Regions from separate parts of the Danio rerio genome. Here region 2 is linked to region 1. Evidence: chromatin contacts called from public HiCAR-type data. All regions are on one chromosome and are shown on one strand. The core of a region is the stretch at or near the end of the contact, and the rest is flanking DNA. Distances in the headings are between cores, read along the strand shown. Region 1 holds the start of rps6kb1a (ribosomal protein S6 kinase b, polypeptide 1a). Region 2 overlaps LOC137496591 (a long non-coding RNA gene).

Evidence for each region. HiCAR-type assays count read pairs that join an accessible place to other places.
Region 2: a contact with region 1 is called in a HiCAR-type map of caudal fin, with 19 times the contacts expected there. The contact joins the enhancer-like site here to the promoter of rps6kb1a in region 1. A contact is called at or near these places in 12 of 18 Hi-C or Micro-C datasets (caudal fin, embryo, fibroblasts and 5 more) and 3 of 4 datasets of contacts at active chromatin or transcription factors (caudal fin, embryo and gastrula embryo).

What each region holds. Positions count from the first base shown.
Region 1 is chr10:33,109,579-33,115,566 of GRCz12tu, forward strand. rps6kb1a (ribosomal protein S6 kinase b, polypeptide 1a) reads right to left here and starts at 3,406. Exons shown (of 15, transcript XM_685634.10): 1 at 3,187-3,406; 2 at 932-975; 3 at 726-843. The coding sequence starts at 3,258.
Region 2 is chr10:33,204,000-33,209,987 of GRCz12tu, forward strand. The region is part of intron 2 of LOC137496591 (a long non-coding RNA gene); the gene reads right to left. Among named protein-coding and RNA genes, the nearest start is that of ptrh2, 19 kb to the right of the region's middle. Within about 2 kb of position 2,627, at least 13 of the 62 cell types and tissues checked have an H3K27ac peak or open chromatin away from gene starts, as enhancers often do. A contact at or near this core is called in caudal fin, gastrula embryo and skeletal muscle, where this site is marked.

The DNA.
Region 1 (5,988 bases), core at 2,156-4,655:
AAACTGCAAAAAACGGTTCGGTATGAATTAATTAAAAGAAATTGTATTTAAAGTAACTGTATTTAATTGTATTTAAATTAAATTTGCATAATTATTCAATTTCTAAAGCAAAAAATTACATTTATCAGGATAATCGTGCATGCTTAAACAATGAACGGAGTAAAAAATGAATGACAATATGTAGTATTTATGAAATATGGTGTCATTGGTTTGAAACGTTTCATGTTTTCTAAAAGTTTTTTTTTTCCCTTTTTGCAGAATAATTCTGTTTGTTGGCTAAATAATGTCATGTTTGTTATTAAAATGCTTAGGTATAACACTTTAACAAAGCTAAAATGCCATATATAACTCTGATTTAAAGAATTATAATGATTTAATTTAAGCATTGAGATTTATAGAGATGTTGAACAGTATTTAGTCAAGCAATTCAAATAATCATTAAGTAATTTAATTACTTTTCAGACATTTTATTTAGACAAGTAAATTAAATACAACTGTAATGATGTAATTAGTAATTACTTATGTTTAAATGTAACTTTCCCAACACTGTTTACAATAGAACTATTTATACAGTATGTTTCTTTAAATAAATGCAGTTTTGTTGAGAACAAGAGAATGTTTGAACTACAGCTTTCAACTGTTATTTTCTGGCCAACATTGTGTGTCCAAAATACATGCTGTATTTTGGTCACATGCAGGGAGCAAACACTGCTAGTCTTGCTTACCTTTCCATATCCACCTTTACCCAAAACACGAAGCAACTCAAAACACTCTGGACGAATCTTCTCAGTTCCTTGATTTACACTGTCTTCAGAGATCTCAAACTTTTCACAATCTTCCATACTGCTCCAAAACATTCAAACAGAGATATTTAATTGTGGATAAGAGATACAAAGGATATAATTTAGTTTGTCCACTTTGACATACTCACAACTCAAAACCGCTGCACTGGTCTATATATTCATTAATCTTGGCCTGTGGACAAAAAAAAGGAAAACTTGTTTTGTGATTTTAGTAGGTTTACAGAGATTTTTTTACGTGCACTGCAGCTTTTTACCAAATGCACACAGTGTGCAGATCTGACAAAGCTATTTAAGCTCAATCTATAGCAGTGACTGATGCGTACTGGCTCTCCTGCACCAGACAGAGTATCAAGGTCACTGATCGGCTGTTATCACATTACAGGACCCAGTCTAACAATAGTGAGAGTGTCTGACCAATGCAACTCAGACCTGCAATGGATATTTAATGTTTTCTTTTTGTTTCAGTGGCAATGCAAGTGCACAGCCTGAAACTTTCACACACACACAAAAAAAAAAACATGTGTCAAACACTAAACCCCATTGATTATGCAATCAATGAGGTTTAGTGTTTCAAATTAAGTTTAAAGGGACGATACTTCAAAAAAAAGGAAAAACAATATGTTACTTTATAACCCTCTAGTCATCCTAAATGTAGGTGACTTATTTTCTTGTTTAGAACATACATTTTCATTGGTCTTTGGTGATTGATAAAACACAATTCAGTGGCTACTGGCACTTTTGACTCAAAGAAATATATATAATAGAGCAATTCCATGCAAATGTCAACCTTACCATGAAAAAAAATTGCATTTCCACCAAAATATCAAAATCTGCATTTTTTTGTGTGTAAGCAAGTATTTTACAGTGATTTAAAAATATTAAAAAATTGTCACTGTTAATGTTTTCAAATGATTAAATTTGATTAACCAAAATCACACAAGTGCCAATTTTACGTTGGTCACATCCATTACAAAGCTTTTTCCTCATAAATGTAAAAAAAAAAAAAAAAAAAAGTCAAATAAAATAAAATCAATCGTTTTTGTTCTATAGTGAGCCGACTCTTATGCTTTTGATTACCATTGTTTCTTTTGGGTTGTGCAGTTTAATTCACAGAATTTCTACAAAGTACGCTGTATTCTGTAAACTCACAGACTATTTTGGACACATCCATAACAAATGTTTATTTCCTCATTTAAAATATAAAAAATGTTTACAGATTGATATTTTTCTGATCCCTTAACTCTGTGGTTGGAGGTTTTTACAATATAAACCGAAGTTTTAATATACCCTTAAGAAATACTTTCTCTGTGAATTTATGTTTTGAGATTTTACCACAAATGTCACATCCATAATGCTGGAATTGCTCAATAATAAAATTACCAGCAATTCAGCAAGACACACTGATGTCTGTCTAATAAAGCAAACCGGTAATAATATGTGTGAAACTGATTATTCAGACATTATTATCAGTCATCCACAGCCTTGGGTGTGTTCATGACAGCTTCCTATCAGGTACTGTAATATTGCATTTGCTTGTCCAAACTCATGTGCAAGTTAACAAAGTTTGTTTACAACTACATGATACAGGTTGCTGGATTCAAGAAAAGCACAGATAGTACAATTCTGATGAACAATACGGTATATTTCCTCCCTCTTATAGTTGTAAACAAACCGTCAGCTCCTGTGAGTTAGTGAACAATTGTTTTGCTTTGCAACAAAACATTGTCATGAAAGCACACATGATTGTTGGCTGAGGTTGTAGATTAGAAAATGTTCTAAACAATGTTTGTTCTTGAACAGATTAGCAATTTGCTTTATGAGACAGTGTATATTTGGTGACCACAATTTTGTTTTGCATCTATATGTTTATCTTGACTTTCAAAGTTTCAGGTTTCTGAAAAGAAGGCTTGTTGTTGTTTTTTTAAGCTGTCTCAGTTAATCAATAACGTGCTGACCAGCTATTCTGTCCTAAATAATCAGCTAGTAGTTAACATTATATCTGATATGACTAACTTTAGCTAGTGGATGGTTTGTTGCCGTTTCAAGACCCACCATCTTAATAACCAGCCTGAACCAGCTAATATCCAGCTTAGACCAGCCAAAACCCTTAAATCTTTAGCTTTAAAACATGATTAAAAAGAGATTAGTGGACTATTCTAAGCTTTTTCAGACACACCATTGTAACTTGGGTTTAATGTGTTGGACTAATTGAGTGATAACTTGTCAATTATATAATAGCCGACCACGGTACTGTCACACTTTACCATAGTACAGCCATAGCACTTTTAAGCCGTGCTTTTAAAACGGTAAGGTGTTGGCTCTATTCTCAGGCCGGTTCAGTCAATGCGGAAAATCTGAAACGAGCCGGTTAACGGGTACATACCCCGTCGGAGAGCTCCTCATCTGACACGTTGTCCTCCGGCGGGTCCAAATCGATATCAAACACCCCAGCCATGGCCACAGTCTCCTTACTCTCCAATACCCGAATTAAGACGAATCCCGACGCCTCATGATCCAGCACGACTCACCGACGCCATAACCGGCTCCGGTACGCAACGTTCCCCAACGGAGATCAACTACCGGTAAACGTAAATCAGAATGTCACAGGGCGTCAGTGCGCATGCTCAGAAATGTGTAAAACAAAAGTCAACAAACAGATTGACCATTTTAATCAAACAAACACACGAATGTGTTGCTTTTTACTCCGACAGATTCAAAGTCGAGGTAAGAGTGTGTTAAATATAGACACACGTCATTTTGGGTGTTTAGGAAGCTGGTTTTAGGTGTAGTATCACTGAGTTACCAATAGATGTCGACAAAAGACTGGATAATGTTTTGATTGCGTCCATAGCTCCGAACAACTTGTCATGACTTTCAGACAGTTATTGCACAATCGGTCTTGTGATCCTGTGTTTTAAAATAGGTACGACAATAAAATTGTGTACTCTCTATATTAGAATTGTTAGAATTAATAGTTCATATCAGTCAAGTGTGCGATTCTATTTTAATCAGTTTAGAAGTGCTGGCATTCAACAATAGGCTACTTGATTGCAGATCAATATCACGGTCACTTCATAATAGTGAATTCAGATATACAAATACAGACTTGTTATGTCTCCGTCCTAATATTAATTTGATCTAATGTCAGCTGAGTTGTCAGCTAATCCAATCTTTAGTCATTCTTAAGCATCGTCATAGTATGTTTCGTTTAATTTGTCAACACTCCTGTTTTCTAGCATATCCAAAATACTCTGGTCCTCTAAATCTTTTATCAATTTCTATTTTCTTTCCATTCTATCTTTTATATACAGTTGAAGAATTATCAGCCCCCCTGTTTATTTTTTCCCCATGCAATTTCTGTTTTACGAAGAGATTTATTCAACACATTTCTAATAGTTTTATTAACTCATTTCTAGTTACTGATTTATCTTTGCCATGATGACAGTAAATAATATTTTACAAAATATTTTAAGACACTTCTATACACCTTAAAGTGACATTTAAAGGCGTAACTAGGTTAATTAGATTAACTAAACAGGTTAGGTAATTAGGCAAGTTATTGTATAACGATGCTTTGTTCTAGAAAATCGAAAAAAATATATAGCTTAAAGGGGCTAATAATTTTGACCTTTAAAATATATTTTTAAAAAGTAATAACTGCTTTTATTCTAGCTGAAGTAAAACGAATAAGACTTTCTCCAGAAGAAAAAAAATATTATCAGACATACTGTGAAATTTTCTTTGCTCTGTTAAACATAATTTAGGAAATATTTGGAAAGAAAAACAATTTAAAGGGGGCAAATAATTCTGACTTTAACTGTGGTATATTAAAGCATGTAGCAGTTTTATCTCTGTTCTATCTACTTTTGCCAAATGATTAGTTAAAATGTATAACAACAATGTAATATACTAAAATACCATAACAAACGTACATAAATTATTGTGCCATGAAAATATATCTATCCTGGAGTTGCATTGACTATTGGATTATTATTGTTTTTGTTTTTTTGTAAAGAGCTATTCCTCTCCTGTCCTACCCTTGCAGCCATTTTAAAGGATAGTAGAAGAAAGACACAAGCCCACACACTACACATTGTTACGAAGTGCTGGATAGCCACAATTCTCTGTTCCTCTTATAACACCACATGAATGGATTACAACGGGCACTTTGTGTGTCACTAAGCAGAACAAAAAATGACTATGCAAATTACTGTTACGGGGACTTTCCAAGGAAAAAACGAGACATAACTCATTCATCTTTCTCATCAAACACTAATTCACTTTTTAACTTGACACTAAAACAGTGCGTATCATATAGTATGGCTGTTTATTTGAAGTGGAATAGGGCTCACTGCTCCCCAAAAATGTGTCCGTTTTCTCCATTCGTGTTTTAATGAAACACACCTGTGGGTTTTGCGTGTCATGGGAATAGTAGTTACAAGCTCATGAGAGTTTACCTGAGGAAAGACACCCATGATTTGCGTCAGGCTGGGTAACGTTTACACCTGGGTCTGACTCAGCCTGGGTGCGCCAGTGTTCTCCTGTTCGCTGACAGCACATCATTCATTCATGTGACGGGACGGGACGGGCCCCTGACTTACCTGGACTTCAACACTTTTCATTATAAGTGCACTTGCTTTTGACAGCTGTGATGAGTTACCTTTACTCTAAAAATTTTGAAAATATTATTTAGCTTGTAGGTCATTGCGTATCTTCTTTTAAAAACATTTAATTAGGATAATGCTATGGTATGACTTCATTTTGACGGTCCCTTTAATACATTTTGTTGAATTTAAGTTACATTGCATCTACATGCCAACTAATTCTCATTAGCTTATAAGTAGGGTTAGTGTAAGTTAGTTGTTGACACGTACTTGCAAAGTTTCTTATAGTTAATAAATGTCTGTTGAAGGAGCAGTATCATATTATAAGTATCAATAATATAAAGTAGGCTATCAGTATCAATATTAAGCAGTCTACTAATACTCCAATGAGAAGTAATCGGCCTTGCAATACAACCTTTAGTAAACAAAATTTGTTTTCAATTAAAATAAAGTGTTATCAGTTTTTAATTTATTTTACTTGAATTTTATTTTGGCCCACTAGAATTAAATAATATACACACAACTCTTATGAATATTATGACAACCTATGATAATGATGGATAAAAGGTCAACCAGGTGGT
Region 2 (5,988 bases), core at 1,377-3,876, 94 kb after region 1:
CACACACACACACAAACCCACTTGTATTAAGGATTGGCAAAATTATAGCTTTCATTCAAATGTCCACATTGAAATGCAATGCCATCATGTTTTAATGCTCAAATTTGTTGATTTGTGTGTGGTAATGTGTGGTAATGTCTTATGCAATGAAATACTACAATATTCTTTGTTTTGGGCAATTACTAGGGTTTTGGTATTACTAGAGTAACACAACAGTATTCAACAACACACCTTAGAGTGCATCATGTAAATACTGTAGTACATAATACATATTAATGCTGTGCAATATAGGGCTGCATGATATTGGAAAAATATGACATTGCGATATTTTGTTTTGCTGCGATATATATTGCGATATGAATATAATTTCACCAGATGATTTGAATATTAATAGCTCTTTTGTAAATATTTCATATATTTGACATATTTAGATTGACTAAGATGATTTTTTTTTTTGCAGAGCAAAAGTAAAGTCAAATAAACAGCGTGTTATGGTTTTCTGTGGAGTATTCAAGTGCATAAATGGAACAATCAAATGTAAAATAGCATGGTCATCATTATATAAATAATTATAAAAAGATATTTATTAGAGCTTATTGGTCAAAAGTTGTTACTTTTATGAGCCGTATGCTTGGACCTCAGCTACATTGTCTTTGATTTTAGGTCTCCCGGTTGGACATTTGTCTGAAAAATTCATTAATCGCTTATTTGACATTTTAGCGTTTGCTGCCAGGAAAAATACTGATAAACTGGATCAGTAACAAACCACTATCCTAGCAAAGGGTGGCACAATATTATTAGGAAAATTTTTCCTTAGAATTCCTGAACTGTGTCATTCATACGTCCACTGAGGCTTTTCATTAAGTTACTTGGATTTTAATGATGTTTCTTCAAAGCTGTATTTTGAGTTATGGTATGGCATAATTGAATTTATGTGTTTTATTTTATTATAATTTTATCTTTATATATACTCATTTTGTTCATTTATTTACGTATCATTATTATTCCTATTATTAATTTATTATATTTATTTTATGTATGTATATATATATATATATATATATATATATATATATATATATATATATATAATTTAGTCTGTCTTTCGTTAGCATTCTGTTGTGAAAATGGGCATTGTCTGTTGATTTGTTTCAATTTTTTTTGTGATTAATAGTTCCTGCGATCCTGACTATGTGACTATTGTGGATACACACAATCAATGCTCAACAGATGTATTGTTCAATCTTATTACAATATATTATACATGCCTATCAAAGTATATATTGTAATGTAATAGTCTATTTAGAACATGATGGAGTGATATTACCATGTTTAAGTGTAAACATTGGTCACACCATAGTAGTCCATAAAGTACAGTCATATGAATATTCAATAATAAACTCTAATGCAACTATATAAAAATAATATAAAGTAAGGGCATAATAACTAATTTGAACACGGTGTATGATGATAATATTTTGTTTTGGAAACATACTAAAATATTTATATATTATTTTAGCACATAAATTTAAGCTTAAATCAGAAATACCTCTGGCAACTGAAATGTTTCAGTATTTCAAGCATCAAGTTTTAGTTAACTATAAAACCTCATTTAATTAACGTCAAGACAACAAATAATTTTATACTGATTTAACATATTGTAATAAGTTAATCAGGTTTCAACTGAATGTTTTGTTTTAAGTTATGCAAAGTTTAACTTAATATTGATTAATGTTGAGTTGATGTAAGTTGAGATGACTAGACAGGTCATGTGCATCTTTAAAAGTAATAAAATAACTGAATAATTTTACAATAAGTTACAAATAAGGCCTAAATAATTTTTTTCCTACTTTATGTGCGCTGTAATAATGATGTTAGCTGTTTGTTCAAACTACTTATTTCAAATGAGCTAAAACAATAAATCATTTTATGTTTAATCCACTTAAATTTGTAAATAATCTAATAAGTTTACTTAATTTATGTTGTCCCAACACAAATTAATTTAGCATTTTTATTTAATTTTTAATATGCATGCACACAAACACACACACACACACACACACATATACACACACACACACACACACACACACACAGTACAAATCCATTACTTTCAATTTTAACAGAAACATGAGATGGTGCTGAAAGCAAGAGGGCGCAAACTATAATATCTTACAACTTAAAATAAAATAGTGGTCAGCGGACTGGTTCAAGGGTCCATAAAAGTGCCTGCTGGTTGAAGTTATAACAACTGACTTTCCAGTGAGGGGGTAGAGGACACGTGCTCCCGTCTCCCACTGAGAGACACAAAGGGAGACGTTAAGCCTGATCTGTGGCTCACACGACACCGGACAACACAGCCATCAGAAACGAATCACCAAAACTTCCCAAAGACCTTTATCTCAGCAACTAGCAGCTTTCTGCAGCTCCTATAAGGTCACCTGTCATTCATTAAGAGACCAGTAAAAACTTACAACTCCATAAATTTATATAGAACATTTTCATCGGTTTTATGTATCCTTTTTCCATATTCCTGACGAACTGACAGCTGCATTAGGAAGGAATGACTTCACAAGAGTGGGATTGAATTAACATTAGGTATTCTTGAGATAATTGTACCCTTCACCCTCTACTGGTCAATAGTGAGAAGTAAACCAAGATCACGTAATCAAAACGAGTCATCGATGTTTACCTCAAAATGAGTCAAAGAAGATCTTTTTTTTCCACAGTAAATGAGTTCAGAGGTAAGGACAAGATGTCCAGGTTATAACTCCCATTAAGATAAAGGGGAAAACAAGGGTTTATTTTGCATAAAGTAAATCACATTAAGAGTCACTGTAGTTTTTATGCTCTAACAATATTTTTAGATAAGTACAATTAAATCATTATTGCTATTAAATTAAAACAATTATATTGTTTTTTAATCATTATAATTAAAACATCTGTTATATGATGATTTTTATTTATATACTAACAATGTTTGTATATAGTTTGATCTATTACTGCAGGGGTCAGAGTCTGACAATTATTGTTTGATCTCAACTTTTTTTTGGTTTCACTTTATTTTAAGTATTGCCAGACAGAATCGGCAGACATTTTTTTGCGCAGAATACTGTGAAAAATCTGTGGATTTATGTGGAAGGATTTTGGGTAAATCTTAACTACAAACCTATGTTAAATTAAAATAATACATTTGAAACTTTTATTGACTGTTTACAATGCAAATCCAATTAGATCCACTTATTTGGTAAACAAAGCAAGTCTCTCATATACCGTATATTTACTAAAAGACCGAAATGATTACTTTACAAACTGTATTGTAAGTAAATCATGTGAACGTTTTCATATTAGTCAGTAGTATTAATGAAATTAATTAAAAAACTTAACAAATATACATTAACACACAACTAAATAAATAGACTCAATGATGGGCTATAAATTTGTGGAAATCTGCAGATTTTTGGGTGTGCAGGTTCCTTGTGGGCCCCATTTTCAGATACAATTTACACTATTAAACTGTTAACTGAGACTTTTAGCTCAATAAACGAATAATTAGCTACTTATAAATAATTTTGTAAGGTATTAGTTGGGTTTATTGGGTAGGATTAGGGATGTAGAATAAGATCATACTTTATTAGTGCCAATAAACAGTTAATATCTTAATTATAGACTGGTAATAAGCCAGCGGTTAACAGTGTGAATTGTTACTTGAACTAAAGTTTTTTTTAATAAAAAAAAAACTATATATATATATATATATATATATATATATATATATATATATATATATATATATATATATATATATAATTTTTTTTTTTTTTTTTTTTTTAAATTACTTAATAAAAATATCATTTTTATGTTAACAGAATATGCTTAAAAACTACAATTCACTCATCAAAGTTGCTTTATTTCAGCGACATTTTCTTTATGCAAAGTATGATCTATTTCTCTTCTTGTTTTGGCATTACTGAAATATTTTTTCACAGTTCAGGCTGATTCATCTTGAAATCTCAGAACCAACGGTGGCACTAAAACTGCTCACGGGGAATGATAGAAAGATGTCATATATCATATATCATACACACACACACAATGTATCATATGACCATAGACGTGCCATTACGTCATAACGCAAAGTATATTTGTTGAAAGATCAAGAGGAAAAACATGACTGCTAAATCCAGGTCAGGCAACAACTTCACAGGCTCAAAGAAAGATACTATCATCACTCTACAGAAATACATATGTTGAAAATTAAATAAGCCTCCTTGAGTGATTTTATGCAATACACCTAACAAGAATATTCACTGCTTTGAATGCGAGGCAAAACGTGTGGCTCTTTGATAATATCTGAGCTATTTGGTAACAGAAGGAACAAAGACTCACGTTGGCCTATGGCGCCATCTTTTGGACATAATAGAGAATTGAATGAAAAATGAAATCAATTGCATAAGCTCTATGATGTATTACATCCTGATTACATCCCAAACAATTCTGCTTTAAATTGTTTAAATGCCAAAAAAAAAAAAAAAAAAAAAAAACAGAAATGATGACAATTATTTTCATATTGTAAATGTAAATAGACAATTTCACAAATCTATTTTATTTTCACAGACATGTATAAATAAATGTATTAACTATGTATGCTACAAGTACAAAATCATAACATTATGATAAAATGTTAAAAATGAAATATAAAAATATAAATATAACAAAATATTAAAAATCTATGAGAGGTAACAATATTAATATGGCCTTATATATTAATGTTGTGCAATTATGCATTAAAGGAATCCCTATTTTACCACTGTATTTATATAATCAAGACTTAAAATAGCTATCTTTACTATTACTATTAGGCTATTTATAAAAATCCTTAAAACGACTTTTCCTTAAAATATCACAAATCTTAAAAAATAAATATAAGTTCATTATTTACATAAATACAATGTATTTTATTTGTATGTATGTGTTTAATTCACATAACAATTATCAGAAATATTAATTATTGACAGATTATATGATTGTTTTATGATCAAATTGCATAAAGATATACATTTTAGGTATTATATACTATTTATTGACAACATTTTTGTACATATTTATTTACAATAAGCATGTAAATATTTATTATTATATAAAATGTATTATAATAATTCTGTTTTTGTTAAAAAATATATTCATTAATAATTATATGGAATTTATTATTAATGTATAATTAATATTATATTTATTAATATTATTAATATATAGTATATGTGCATATATTATTAACATATGCACTTATAATATTTAATATATGATATTTATTGACAACATTTTTGTAATTATTTATTTACAATAAACGTGTAAATATTTTTATTAATTATATACAATTTATTTTTATAATTCTGTTTTTGTTAACATTTTTTATTAATTACATACAATTTGTTATTAATATATGCACTTATATAAGAATAAACATATCTAAAAAGGCATGTTTCAGTATCCTCAACCTTATGTATATTGGATTACGTTCCTGACTGATCCAACATTCAGCTCACAGTTAATAAAGGCGTAGGATGCATGACTAGCTTAATTTATCAGTTCCCAGTAAACCTCAATGAAACTGAGAGGGTCACCGGGTTCGTCCGTTACATAATCACCACACGATGTCGCTGCGGCTCCTGGAGATAACAAGAGAAACATAACAACATACCAAACCCGTAAAAAACAAGCCACCAAACCTTCTCGCATTACATTTAGGGCAGGAAAAGTTCTCTTTCCAGAGGAAGTTTCTAGTACATTCTTTCAGCACTTGAGTCCAGTAACGGTGCCAACTGAAACACAGCAACTGCGTAACGCTCGTGTGACGCAGAATGATATTCACAGTTAGTCAGCCCTCCCTAAACACCTACCAGATGTTTGAAGCATCTGTCTGGGGCCCTGCCAACACCTGTATGTCAAAACAGAAGCTTAAAGTAAACAACTTTGCGATGGAGGATG